Linked DNA regions of Sus scrofa: all the other regions are linked to region 1. Evidence: chromatin contacts called from public Hi-C and promoter capture Hi-C data. All regions are on one chromosome and are shown on one strand. The core of a region is the stretch at or near the end of the contact, and the rest is flanking DNA. Distances in the headings are between cores, read along the strand shown. Region 1 holds the start of FLNB (filamin-B). Region 2 overlaps FLNB (filamin-B). Region 3 overlaps FLNB (filamin-B).

What was found. Promoter capture Hi-C pulls out the DNA fragments that hold promoters and counts their contacts. Hi-C and Micro-C count contacts between places; a contact is called where the count stands out from the background.
Region 2: a Hi-C map of omental adipose tissue shows a contact between it and region 1, with 1.7 times the contacts expected there. The contact joins the enhancer-like site here to the promoter of FLNB in region 1. A contact is called at or near these places in 3 of 5 promoter capture datasets (fetal liver, fetal skeletal muscle and liver), 15 of 47 Hi-C or Micro-C datasets (alveolar macrophages, brain, embryonic fibroblasts and 9 more) and 1 of 2 datasets of contacts at active chromatin or transcription factors (skeletal muscle).
Region 3: a contact with region 1 is called in a promoter capture Hi-C map of liver, with 2.5 times the contacts expected there. The contact joins the enhancer-like site here to the promoter of FLNB in region 1. A contact is called at or near these places in 2 of 5 promoter capture datasets (fetal liver and liver), 12 of 47 Hi-C or Micro-C datasets (embryonic fibroblasts, heart right ventricle, liver and 5 more) and 1 of 2 datasets of contacts at active chromatin or transcription factors (skeletal muscle).

Annotation. Positions count from the first base shown.
Region 1 is chr13:39,786,700-39,791,316 of Sscrofa11.1, forward strand. It overlaps FLNB (filamin-B), which reads left to right and starts at 2,560. Exons shown (of 46, transcript XR_002337597.1): 1 at 2,560-3,490.
Region 2 is chr13:39,877,580-39,882,196 of Sscrofa11.1, forward strand. FLNB (filamin-B) reads left to right here. Exons shown (of 46, transcript XR_002337597.1): 15 at 152-275; 16 at 599-759; 17 at 1,891-1,981; 18 at 2,254-2,423. Among named protein-coding and RNA genes, the nearest start is that of FLNB, 91 kb to the left of the region's middle. Within about 2 kb of position 2,157, at least 9 of the 83 cell types and tissues checked have an H3K27ac peak or open chromatin away from gene starts, as enhancers often do. A contact at or near this core is called in omental adipose tissue, where this site is marked.
Region 3 is chr13:39,851,131-39,855,747 of Sscrofa11.1, forward strand. It overlaps FLNB (filamin-B), which reads left to right. Exons shown (of 46, transcript XR_002337597.1): 4 at 1,917-2,064. Among named protein-coding and RNA genes, the nearest start is that of FLNB, 64 kb to the left of the region's middle. Within about 2 kb of position 2,576, at least 8 of the 83 cell types and tissues checked have an H3K27ac peak or open chromatin away from gene starts, as enhancers often do. A contact at or near this core is called in liver, retroperitoneal adipose tissue and subcutaneous adipose tissue, where this site is marked.

The DNA of each region.
Region 1 (4,617 bases), core at 1,310-3,809:
ATTTAAAAATAGGGATGGTAAGTTGAAAGGATAACCTTTTGAATATATTAGGGAGGCTAATCAACTTGTTCTGGTTTGCCAGAGGCTTTCCTACTTTTAGCAATGAAAGGCCTGCATATTAGGAAATTCTTTAATCTTGGGCAAACCAGGATAGTTGGTCAGTCTAACTTTGGTTAAAATTTATAATTAGTTTCACCTGTTTCCTTTTCCTTACCAACCCCCCACCCCCGCTCTTTTTTTGGCCATGCCCATGGCATGTGGAAGTTCCAGACCAGGGATCAAACCTGTGCCACAGCAGTGATAATACCGGATCCTCAACCCACTGAGCCACGAGGGACCTCCAAGATTTTGTATTTATATATATATATTCTTTTTTCTCACATTATCCTCCATCCTGTTCCATCACAAGTGATTAGATATAGTTCTCTGTGCTATACAGCAGGATCTCATTGCTTATCCACTCCAAATGCAATAGTTTGCATCTATTAACCCTAAACTTCCAGTCCATCCCACTCCCTCCTCCTCCCCCTTGGCAACCACAAGTCTGATCTCTAAGTCCATGAATTTCTTTTCTGTGGAAAGGTTCATTTGTGCCCTATATTAAATTCCAGATATAAATGATATCATATGGTATTTGTCTTTCTTTTTCTGACTTCACTTCGTATGAGAGTCTCTAGCTCCATCCATGTTGCTGCAAATGGCATTATTTTGTTCTTTTTATGGCTGAGTAGTATTCCATTGTGTATACATACCACATCTTCTTAATCCATTCATCTGTCAATTGACATTTAGGTTGCTTCCATGTCTTGGCTATTGTGAAGATTTGGTATTTATTGTCTTTGTCAGGCAAACCTGTAGAATGCAGTTAAAATGCTCCCTGCAAAAATGCATGCCTTGAGGTGTTTGGCCCTCATCTTTTATCAAATATTGATAAAGGGCCACTTAAAGACCTTGTCACTAAGGCTACCCTCCTCCATCATGCTCCATCATGGTTGCTGAGTCCTGGTCACTCCGCATAAACTGCTTTCTAGTGAACTCTTAAGTGTCTTCTAATTGGATGGAGAGTTTCACCAGACACATCCTAAGACAAGGATGTCTCACTCAGAGTGAAGTGGACTGGATATTAATTTACATGCAGAACTTAAATTTAGTTATTCGTGTCAAGGTCTGGTGAAAACAGAAATATCTCATAAGAAAGGAGAACTTTAGGAGTTCCCATCATGGCTCAGCAGTTAACAAATCCCACTAGCATCCATGAGGATTTGGGTTTGATCCCTGGCCTTGCTCAGTGGGTTAAGGATCCGGCATTACTGTAAGTTGTGGTGTAGGTCGCAGACGTGGCTCGGAGCGGAGGTGCTGTGGCTCTGGCATAGGCTGGCGGCTACAGCTCCAATTAGACCCCTAGCCTGGGAACCTCCATATGCTGCGGGTGTGCCCCCCCCCCCAAAAAAAGAACTTTGGTGCATTATCAGCTGCTGAGTGAGCTGAAGTGATCGCATTAGTCCCAGTCTCACCTAATAGCAGAGAGGATGTCCCTTTGGGAATGAGGCCCTGGCTGATACATTTTGATGAGTGCCTTTGGGTGGAAGAAAGCATGAGGAACAAGAACCCTTGGGCACGGGGTAGGTAACATTACCAACACTGCCTACTGGTGAATCTGCTACTCACAAAGGCAAGGCCCAAGCTGGGAAGAGCATGGGGGCTTTTAGGTGTAGTACATACTTTGGAGTTAGACCTAGGTTCAAGTTCAGCTTTATCCAGTCCTTACCAACTGACCTCCAGCAAATCTCTTCACTTAATCACTCAAGAGGGGAATGAGCCTTCAAAAAATTATTGATCTCAACAATGGGCTAGGGTCAGGGCCAGGTAATAATACCTTCTCTCCCTCAAGGCTGTTTTGAGCATTTCCAGTGAGTGAGGCAATCTGTCAGAAGAAAGCACTTTACCTTGTTTACAAATGACCTGTTATAGAGCATCCCAACCACAGATCTGCTGGCTTCTTCCACAGCTGGAAGCCCTTGACATTCATTCTGCCCAATGCCTCTTCCCAGATGGATCCTTAAGATAATTAGAGGAAGATGTGACTATGGAGAATGGGAGAGATAACAGTGTAGAAAAACTCAGCCTGATGTGGCTGGTTTTGAAGATGGAGGAAGAGGACATAGCCAAGAAATTCAGGAAGCTTCCAGAAGTTGGAAAGGGCAAGGGAATGGATTCTTCCCTTGAGCCTCCAGAAAGAAATGCATCCTGCCAATACCTGGATTTTAGCTCAGTGAGACAAGTGAGGGACTCTAAACTAAAAAAAAGCAAGATAACAATGTGTGTTTTTGTTTTTTAAAAACAGAGCTTTGGTAATTTGTTACAGGAGCATTAGGAAACTAATACACACAGTAAATTATCATTCATTTGTATCACTGCCATTAAGCTTTTTGTGATGGTTTTATATTTTTCTCATATATTAGTCTATGAAGTCTAGGTTAAGTTATAAGTTTGTCTTATCATTGGTTGGCAAGCTCTAGGAAGGTTAGCACGCAGTAGGCACTCAATAAATACTGTGACTGACAATTCATACGAGTTTAATTAATATGAAAAGTAAAATGTCCATTACTTTCACGATGTCCTCCAGGACCTAACATAGTGCCTGGCACAGCAGGAACTCAATAAAAATCCTTATGGAATCTTATTGAACCTAGATGGAAAAAGTACCTTCTGCACCAACTCCATTCCCTGTGATCTACGCCGTCGTCCCTGTCCATTCCGTCCAGCCCAGATCCCTACTTCTGCAAGTGCCCTCACTATGGGACCTGGTGACCTTCCTCTTGAGTAGCCGGACATCTCCTGCCTAGCTTTCTTCTGCAGAGGCAATGAACACCGAGCGCCGGTCCCGGACGCCTTGCAGCTCGCAGGGCGCAGTGCTCATTTGGAGCTGCAGGGGGCAAGCGTGACCCGGGAACTCCCGCCAGAGGGTCGGGACGGGGCGGAGCTTCAGGGGCGGGTCGTCTCAGTGCGCAGGCGCGGGGCCAGGCGCCTCGCGCGGCCAGGGGCAGGCGGGCGCAGAGCAGTCCCGGCCGCGGCTTTGGTAGCAGCGAGTTCGAGCCCCGCTCCCGCTCCGCTTTGGTTTTCGCTCCCCCGGCCCTTGGGCCTCCCGACGCCAGTCCCCGGCAGCTCACTGCTCATAGCGCTCTCCCCGCCGCCAAGATGCCGGTAACCGAGAAGGATCTGGCGGAGGACGCGCCTTGGAAGAAGATCCAGCAGAACACGTTCACGCGTTGGTGCAACGAGCACCTCAAGTGCGTGAACAAACGCATCGGAAACCTGCAGACCGACTTGAGCGACGGGCTTCGGCTCATCGCGCTGCTGGAGGTGCTTAGCCAGAAGCACATGTACCGCAAGTACCACCAGCGGCCCACCTTCCGCCAGATGCAGCTTGAGAACGTGTCCGTGGCGCTCGAGTTCCTGGACCGTGAGAACATCAAGCTCGTGTCCATCGGTGAGTGCCCTGGCCGAGCCGTGCGCCGGCGTGTACTTCTCGCGCCCCCGCGCGTGCGCCCCTGAGGAGACTGAGGCTCCCTGTCGCGCGCCTCCGCCGCGTCCAGCAGCCACCGGCTGGATGTGGGCACAGAGGCCGGGGTGGGTGGGGGTGAGGACAAAGGGGACCTAGGCACCCTCCTGCATGCCGTTCCCTGGGGTGCTGTCTTACAGTGATAGTTCCTTGCCTTGCGCCGGGGCCGTGCGCCTTTGGCGGGCGATGGGTTGAGGGTTCATGTTGGGGCCGCTTGGGGGGAGTGCGGGCTGTGGCACTTGGGGTGCCCCTGCGGAAGCTGGGGGACTGGAAACCTCTGGTCGGCAGTCCCCGGGGGTGGGGCCCTAGTCAGACGCTCCCTGGAGCGCTCGCCCAGCTGCGCCCAGGCCGATGCGCTGGGCGGTCGCCTGATGGGCGTTGGCTCGGAGGCCAGGTGCGGAGGCCTTGGGGAGGGAGTGTGCTCCGAAACTGGGGCCCTGCCGCCTAGGTGGAGACGGGGGCCTGGGACCCTCCCTCGCCGTCTCCGGAAGGGGAGCCCGGGGGTGTGGCATTCGCGCTCGCTCTGGCCCCGCGCTGCGAGCTGAGCCAGCTCTCGCCTCTGAAGATACTATTGAGAGTCGGCGGCGGTAGCGGCCGCTTGTAGGGAGCTAGTGCGCGCTGTGTGCCAACAGCCTCCTGTTAACTCGGTCCTTACACACCCCGTGAGTTGGGGCGTGTAAGACAAGAGGGTCCAGAGGGTTAACGGGCTTGCCCAGGGCTATGGAAGTAGAGAGGGTCTAGCCGAGAATTGAAGGAAGCGGGTGACAATTAAAGGAGACTTGGCCTTCCTCTCCCCGCCCTCCCCACACCAGGGTCTTCCTGAGAGGAGGGAGGGAGTTGGCGTTGGGTTCCTCTCCCCCCAAGGCTGGGGAGGAGTGATGAGGGTGAGGTCCCCGCTAGGACCAGGGCTAGTGGAGGGCTTCCCGCAGGGTCATAAGGCTGCTGAGGGTGTGGGTTGTAAGGGTAGGAGTCAGGGGTGTGTAGTGTGCGTTTGTGAGTATATGTGCAGTCTGTGCACAGCGTGGTGTGCACATACATTGTATGCATGTTCTGCC
Region 2 (4,617 bases), core at 907-3,406, 90 kb after region 1:
AAGAACCATGCTTGATGTGCCTGGGAGGATGGAGTGGCCCAAAAGGCCGAGTGCTCTAGATTGCCCGGAAGTAAAATGTTATAACGTCTGTGTCTTTACTCGGTCCCTGTGGAGGAGACTTTGATGACACCTTTCTCCCTGTCCTCTCTAGGTCAACATCGGGCAGGGTAGCCATCCCCAGAAGGTCAAAGTGTTTGGGCCAGGAGTGGAGCGAAGTGGACTGAAGGCAAATGAGCCTACTCACTTCACAGTGGACTGTACCGAGGCTGGGGAAGGTGAGAGGGGGGCTTCACCCAATGCAGTGACTGTTGCTTCTTAGGCAGTGAACTTTGAACCAGGAAATGCTCCACCTGAATAGGTAATTGTTCATCTAATGAGCCTCTGTGTCAGTTCTGTGATGATAGTCTTACTGATCCTCCATCCCTTCTTCATAACTGTGACTTAACACCTTTCCTTTCTCAGGGTTTGGTTTTTTTTTTTTTTTTTTTAAACTGGAAACTTCCCAATTGCTTTTCTAGAGTGTTAGCCTGAGCTGGAAGTGATTGCATGGAACATGTTCTTTCTTGTAAACCGGTGCTAATAAGCTGGTCTGTTCCAGGTGATGTCAGTGTTGGCATTAAATGTGATGCCCGAGTGTTAAGTGAGGATGAGGAAGATGTGGATTTTGACATTATTCACAACGCCAATGACACATTTACAGTAAAGTATGTGCCTCCTGCTGCTGGGCGATACACAATCAAAGTCCTCTTTGCCTCTCAGGTATGTGTTTAGCTTTTTCTGGCCGTTTGTGGGCATATTTCTTTTTTGTGCTTCTAGTGACAGGGCAGGTGTGTTGAGAACTCTTCACAGTAGTTTTCTTCTCTGGTTCCTTGAAAGCAAGGAAAAAAAAAAAAAAGACCCAGAACTAAAATTTTACAAAAGTGAAATTTTAGTTTCTAATGAAAGTGGAACCATATATTCAGTGGTTAAAAGCCAGGCTCTGGAAAGAAATTAGTTGTTATAATCTTCTGGTGGCTAAGTGGATTAAAGATCTGGTGCTGTCACTGCTATGGTTTGAATCGCTGCTGTGACTCAGGTTTGATCCCTGGCCGAGGAACTTCCATATGACGCAGGTACGGCCAAAAAAAAAGAAAAAAGAATAATAATACAGATGTAGGTTTTCTATATCCAGAATATCTAGATATGTTCTACTTAAGTCTTTAAAATGAGGACCTTGGCATTAGCTTTTAAATTTTTACAGGGAGAGAAGTTTAAAAATTTCAGATTGAGTTCATATTTACATGAGATAAGACAGGAAGAGCAGAACCCTAAAACAGGGACTGGTGGAATCCTGGTGATTCAAATTCACTTACATAAAGATGAGGGCTCTGCCAAAACATAATGGTTTTGAGCCAGCCAAATCCACTTTACCTTTTCTGCCTTTATTCTGACAGTCTGCAGCATTCTTTTTGGAGAATTATAATCACTGCATTTCTAATCAGTTCCTTGCACTCCTCAAACTGGAGCACTCTGTTATCCCTGGAGAACATTTCTTTGCTCTGACTCCATGTATTATTGTTTGGGGTTTTATTCTTAGTAGTATTTTTGCATACCAAGTACTCAGAATTTGGTGTGAAATTCTGAGAGTTGTCAGAGTTAGATTTCGTTTGTGGGAAGCCATCCTTTTACTGATGTCAGGCTCCAGGCATTCCTGAGCGACCTCTGATGGCCCTTACCTTAGCATCAGTGACTTCTGATGCTAGCATGTGAAAACCTAATCATTGGTAGCAGAGGTTTGCTCCCTACCTGCTAGAGTGGAAGGACCCCCGACCCTGCCTTTGCTTTGGCAAAGGGCTAAGTTCAGGCAGTTGCTTCAGGGACTTTCCTCCTGAGACAGTGTTTCTGCTCCAGGAAATCCCCGCCAGCCCTTTCCGAGTCAGAGTTGACCCTTCCCACGATGCCAGCAAAGTGAAGGCAGAAGGTCCAGGACTCAGCAAATCAGGTAAGAGGGCGTGTGTGCTCGAGGGCAACCTGGAGGCATTGGGAACAGTTGGCCTGGGGGCTATGAGCCACTCACCACCCTCCTCCCGGCCCCCCACCAGAGCAGGTGCTACAGTTCAGCAAGGGCCTGAGCTGCAGGGCAGTGGCTGAGTGCCAGCCCCTGTCTCCACCTAGTGCCTTGCTAGAGCTGGTGCCCATGAACTTGTCAGACTGGTTTCAAAAGGGAAATCCCTCCAGCTGGGACTGTCTCCTCACCTCATTGTCTCCTCCCAGGTGTGGAAAACGGGAAACCGACCCACTTTACTGTCTACACCAAAGGGGCTGGAAAAGCCCCACTCAACGTGCAGTTCAGCAGCCCCCTTCCTGGCGACGCGGTGAAGGATTTGGATGTCATCGATAATTATGACTACTCCCACACCGTCAAATACACTCCCACCCAGCAGGTAGGGTCCCTCCCCCTCGTGCTGGGCCGGGTCACTTTGGACATCAGGTCTATGCTCTGACCTGTGCTCACCAAAAGACTGGCTGGTTACATCAGGAGGGCCTGAAAAATTCCCCAAGAGCAAACAGAAAACTAGCCAAATTCTACTCCCCCTCCCCTCAACTTCCCACCTCAGTTTTGGGTTTTAGCAGAGAAATGCTAAATTCTTAAAAATAAACCTAATATCTGCCTCTGTTTTATATACATTCTCTCATCCTTACCAGCTGCCTTTTTATCTTTTATTAGTTACTCACAGGGAAAGAATTGCCACACCTTTGTCCTTGTTGGCCCTTTTACCTTAGTTTACCCTTTTTACAAGGTGATATAGGGGTCTTTGTCAAAGAGCCTTTGGTTCCTCAGGCCTGAAATACCACTTCAAGCACTAAATTATTCCCTTTTACGATCTAGGCTGCTTTGCTCTGATTGTTTTAGACAGTAAGGGCCTACAAAACTGCCACTTTGGGGAGTTGCACTGTGGCTCAGTGGACGCTAACCTGACTAATATCCATGAGGATGTGGGTTCGATCCCTGGCCTCGCTCAGTGGGATAAGGATCCGGTGTTGCTGTGAGCTGTTGTATAGGTCACAGATGCGGCTCAGATCTGGCATTGCTGTGGCTGTGGTATAGGCCAGCAGCTGCAGCTCTGTTTGGACCCTAACCTGAGAACTTCTGTATCCCGCAGGTGCAGCCATTAAAAAAAAAAAAGACAAAACAAAACACGATACTGCCTCTCTGTATGAATTTGTGTTTACTTGTTTAAAATTTTATTTTGCTTCATGTTCATCCATACCTCTAGGGTCTAAGGAGCACATACTCCTTTAGAAAAGCCTGGATTCCACTACTGATGCATAGTGTTCTAAACAGTCATTCCAAACCTCTGAGATGCCTCCATTCTTGAACAAGAGTCTGTTCCCCTCCCACACACCAGCACCACCCCCATCATGTGAGAAATGCATTTATAAGAGAGGAAGGGTGATGATTTCTGCAGAAGCACTGTTTGAGAAGCAGCACTCCTGCCTGGGGCCCTCTTGTGAGGAGCTGCCACAGTAGAGCAGTGCAGTGCCGATGGAGAATGGTGGAGGTGTCCCCTTATGCTGGGCACTACACATCCTCGGAGACAGAATCTTTACCATGAGAACTTCCCTGGCATTCGGAAGTTCTGTTTGTGGGTGGCCTCTTACCTGCAGACGTACTTCTTCCTGTGGTTTCTTTTGTCCTAACAAGGGTTCCTGATTAGTAATGGCAAAACGAATACTTCTGTAGATGAATACCATTTTGTCACCAGGCCTCAGTGCTAAGCAGGTAATTCTTTTCCTGCTGATGCTTATCAGGACTGGTGGGAGCCTTACCGCTGGCCACGCCAGCTTGAAAGCATCTTTGTTGTCAATTCTCTGCTTTCCTTAGGAGAAGTTCCTAGAAAGCATGGCCATGCTCAGTGATCAAGATCACAAGATCCTTGACTCTTCCAAAAATATTCTGAGACTCTTGCTCGATCCTATATCTATATACCTTTTTTGTGTTTCAGCTGAGCTGCTAGAAAGTGGTTGCAGACATTAGGACAAGCTCAGATTTTGACCTGCACACCCAGAAGGGACTTGAGGACCCACTGCCCTTGGATGCCCCCAGCTCCCAGTCGAGGTGGAGGTCAAGGTTGGGAGCTCAGTCCTGTTTTGTTATATTTCAAAAGGTAGCTAGAATGGAAGGCAATCTACTTCAGAGTCTTACTCCAAGGTCAAGTTCATCCATTTCTCTGATGGTAACAGGTTTTGAGGGCTATTGGCATACTTGGTGGCCTCTTGGGGCTACTTGTGCAAATGCTATCAGTCTCTGCCCCTAGCTTGATGCCTCCATGGTGCCTCTCCTGTCCTTCTTATTTGTTGTTTAAAGTGAGGTTTACTGTTTTACATTTTGCACAACCTGCAATTCTGCCTGTTTCTCTATGGCAAAAAAAAAAAAAAAGAAAAAAAAAAAAGAAAAAGAAAAATAATTATTTTCCTAGATTGTGAATTCTCAAGCATAGGATATCATGTCCTGCATATCATTCCATCCCCAGCCCTGATGCTGTAGGTGCTTTGTATGGATGTGTGGCCGAATGCGTGAATAAAATGAAGTGGCACCTCCACTCACAAGCAGAAACAATATGAGAACTTTGTAAC
Region 3 (4,617 bases), core at 1,326-3,825, 64 kb after region 1:
CACTATGGGCTCTGTTAAGGTGTTATGTTGGTTTTCAGAGCTGAATTCAGTGTATTTTGTAACAGGATCCCTTGGGCGGTAGAAAATCTTGCCTATGTGTTTTTGGTTTGGTTTTGGCATCATGTCTCTGTTCTAAGGCCCATTCCTTGGCTCTGCCACATTCAGGAAGTGGTGTGGTGTGTTTTTCATCTCCTTAAACCTAAAACCATCTCCATTTGATGTTCATGTGATGTTGGCACTGTATAAAGCTGTTAAAGGAGCTGGCTACAAGAAATGCTAAATCAATGCACATCCATTTTATGGAACGTATTGGAAGCAACTGTACAAACCCAGAGAGCTATTTTGTTGCTGCAGGCTAATCATCAGAATGTTTGCTGGTGGTGTTTTGTTTTGTTTTGTTTTTTAAACCGTGGAGTGAGGGAAGCTGGGTACATATGTCATCCATCTGCTTTTGACTGACCCGGTTCATGAGCCTTCTGTTCAGCTGAAGAGGTGTGGCTTGCCTCTTGTTGGGAACAGGAGAAGTTTTTGTGCTGTTTAGGGTTGGGTCAAGTGGTACAACTGGGGCTGTGACACCTTCAGAGAGGCCACCTGTCCAGCATGGGTCTAACCTTGTTCCTAAGCTGAATGTTAGGAGAAAATTTTCCTCTTCTTAGTTTATAAATGGCTTTTAATATGAAACCTCTCTTAGCTCAAGCTGCTGTAACAATGCCATGGACCATGTGGCTTAAACAACGGACATATATTTCTCACTTCTGAAGGCTGGTAAGTCCTGGTGTCAGGAAATTCACTTTTTGGCGAGGGCTCTCTTCCTGGCTTGCAGGAAGGACGTGATGGAGAATGAGCTCTGGTCTTCCTCTTATAAAGGCACCAATCCCATTAGGGGAGCTCCACCCTCATGATCTCAAATGTCTAAACCTACTTACTTCCCAAAGGCCCCACCTCCTAATACCATCACACCAAGGGCTAGGGCTTTAAGGTATGAATTTGGGGAGGACATAAACCTTCAGTCTATTATAAGATCATATAACTAATATGTCATTGCATTATCTCTCTATTTGATTTTTCGCCGCATCCGTGGCATGAGGATGTTCCCCAGCCAGGGATTGAACCTGCACCACAGCAGTGCCCCAAGCTGCTGAAGTGACAATGCTGCATCCCTAACCCACTGAGCCACAAGAGAACTCTTTCTGCCCCCCCTTTAAACTAGTAGCTGAATTAACAGAAATGCAGGCAATGGATGAATGAGCCAAGAAAAAGGCCAGTTGACCTATGCACTTTTTTGTAATATGCTCCAATCCCATGTGTACTTGTTTCTTCTCTCTCCTCATGTGATAGAACTTATCCTTTCTGGAAAGGGGAGTGAGTGGCCTTTTTTTTATCAGGAGGGTACATATGAACCGCTAGAACTTGTGCACAGAATTGTCTGGAGAAGGTCCTCAGCTTCCAAATGGAACAGTCACACCTCTAAAAGTTGTTTTTTTTTTTTTTTGTTTTTGGTCTTTTTTTTGTCTTTTGTCTTTTGATGGCCACACCCACGGCATATGGAGGTTCCCAGGCTAGGAGCCTAATCAGAGCTACAGCTGCTGGCCTACGCCAGAGCCACAGCAACGCCACATCCGAGTCACGTCTGCAACCTACACCACCGCTCACGGCAATGCTGGATCCTTAACCCACTGAGCGAGGCCAGGAATCAAACCCACAACCTCATGGTTCCTAGTTGAATTCATTTCTGCTGTGCCACGATGGGAACTCCTAAAAGTTTTAAAAAACAAAACTGATTTTGACATGCCAGTTTAATGTAGTTTACTGAGAGACTGACTCAATTTCTGTTTCGTTTAGGAGATGTTTGCAAAAACTTCAGTAATTACAAAGTGATTTGTTCCAGGTATTCATCTATCTTGTCATTGTTCTAGGTCATCACTCCTGAAGAAATTATTCACCCAGATGTAGATGAGCACTCGGTAATGACTTACCTGTCCCAGTTCCCCAAAGCCAAGCTCAAGCCAGGGGCTCCTCTTAAACCCAAACTCAACCCCAAGAAGGCCAGGGCCTATGGCAGAGGTAAGTACTGGCTGTGTTGGATTTGAGGTTTGTCCCCTGATCTTAGAGGTTATTCAGAATCTAGAGTGTATAGACTTAATCCTTAAGGTGCCCCAGGCCTCCTTTGTCACATGTGTTTTTACCTAAAGTTCCATTTATTGATGACCATCATTTTCTGCCTTGTGAATCTTGGCTTTCAGAAACGCTGCTGCCTTAATGTGATGGAGACGGATGAGTTGGTTGCTTTGTGATTTGGGTGCAGTAAGCCTGGGATGAAGAAAGGACTGTTGTTCCCATTTTTCAGATGAGGAATCAGAGGCCCAATCCACAGGGTGGTGGTGGGGTCAGGTGGAGGGAGGGGGTCCTCAAATTACCACAGTGGGGTAGGGGCAGGAGCCTGGGTCTAGGAGCTGCTGATTTATGTCTTCTTTGGATATGCTGAAGCGGCCTCAGATTTCCAGATGGAATAGGAGCTATTGTTAACCCCTGGCCGATACTTCCTTGCTAAGACATCCTGTTTATGATATCACCACCAACTGCCAGGAGACAGCTCAGAACATTACAGTGGGTCAAAGCATTTTGAGGAACTTGTTTTTCTGGTTGGCACCTGACTTTAGGCACATGAGCTTTTTTAAGGAGAATAGTTGCATTTCAGCCCACTGTGGTTTCTGGTTAAGATTAGCGCAGCAAGATACAATTTACTCTTTTCTCTATGAGGAGGGAAAGGAATATGTTTTATTTATTCATTTTCATGGTTACAACTGTGATAACATTCACACACAAAACATATCTGGTATATTCTCTCCTAGAATCATAGTTCTTATCATTCTGATGTTTTCTCTTGCCTGCGTGTGCACGTGTGTGCGTGATCGTTGTATTATTTGAAAATAAATTGCAGACATGGTGACATTTCACTCCTCAATACACCAGCAGGCCTCTCCTAAGACTAAGACATCCTCTTTTGTAGCTGTAATATTCATTATTACACATAAGAAAATTAACAGTAATTTCATAACAACTTATATCCAGTTTGTATTCAAATTTCCCTATTGTTCTAAAATTGTCTCTTACAATTTTGTTTGACAAACCAAGACCTGATTAAGAGTCATCACATCTGCTTTATTATTTCTCTTTAGACTCTTAATCCAGGATAATTCCCCCCCAACTTTCTTCTTATTTTTTTTAATGACATTGACTTTCTGAAGATCCAGAGCACTTGTCTTATAGCATGTCCCATCTGCTCCTTCTCTTTGAAAATAGCATCATCCTACTTGGCATCAGCTTAGTCTTAAGATGACACACGACCAGGGTGGTGGTTCTGACCATATGCTGTTCTCAGCATCAGTGCCAGGGTCCCTCTCATCATCATTTAGATCAGAGGACAGTGAGTTCTGAAATAAACTCACTTGCCATTTGAGGTCCTTTTGGCAATGAAGCTGGGTCTGTGCAATTGTTTGTTTTATATGGAAACTGGGGGTTTTGTTTGAAGCCCACTCCCTCCTTCCATATGCAGTCAGTTGAAGGTTGGCCGGTCCATGTCCACGCTTGCTTTGAAAGTGCTTTCTCTTAGCTATAACCAAAGATAGTAGTTGGAATAAGGGATCTCTGATTTTATTTTATTTTTTATTTTTTGTCTTTTTGAGGGTCGCACCTGAGGCATATGGAAGTCCCCAGGCTAGGGGTACAATCGGAGCTGTAGCCGCCGGCCTACGCCACAGCCACAGCAACACCAGATCTGAGCCGAGTCTGCGACCTACACCACAGCTCACAGCAACGCCAGATCCTTAACCCACTGAGCGAGGCCAGGGATCGAACTCGAAACCTCATGGTTCCTTGTCGGATTCGTTTCCTCTGCGCCACAATGGGAACTCCAGGGATCTCTGATTTTAAAGACCATGCTTCCTTAATGGCAAAAAAAGCTGCAAACAGCCAAATCTCTTGTCAACAGAATTGGTCAAATGGATTGAATCTAATCAAGACATAAAATGCTGGTTTGCAATAACCTTATCACTGGCTGTCCAGTTTCCCCATTGTTAATGTGAAACAGTTTCCTTTCACAATGCTGTTTTCTAGAAAATGTGACTTGCAGCAGTTAAGGAATGTGGCTAGTCATTGCCATTTCCTCCTTCTGCTTCTGTGTTATGTACTTAGGGAGGAAACATGTACACACACACACACACACACACACACACACACATGTATGCATATTTTTGGATTTTTGCATTATTATGTTAAGGTAGAATACACATAACACAACATTCACTAATGTAACCATTTTTAAGTGGACTATCAGTGTCATTAAGGACATTCACTGTGTTGTACAAACATTGCATCTTCCTAAACTGAAACTTTGTACCCATTAAACAATAACTCTCCATTCTCACCCACCCCACCCCTCCCCTGCCTCTGGGAAGCACTATTGTATTTTGCCTCTGAATTTGCCTATTTGGGGTACTTGATTAAAGTGGAATCATACAATATCTGCTGTTTTGTATTTGGCTTACTTCATGTAGCATAGTGTTTTCAAGGCTCATCCATGTTGGTACGTATATCAACATTTCTTTCCTTTTTAAA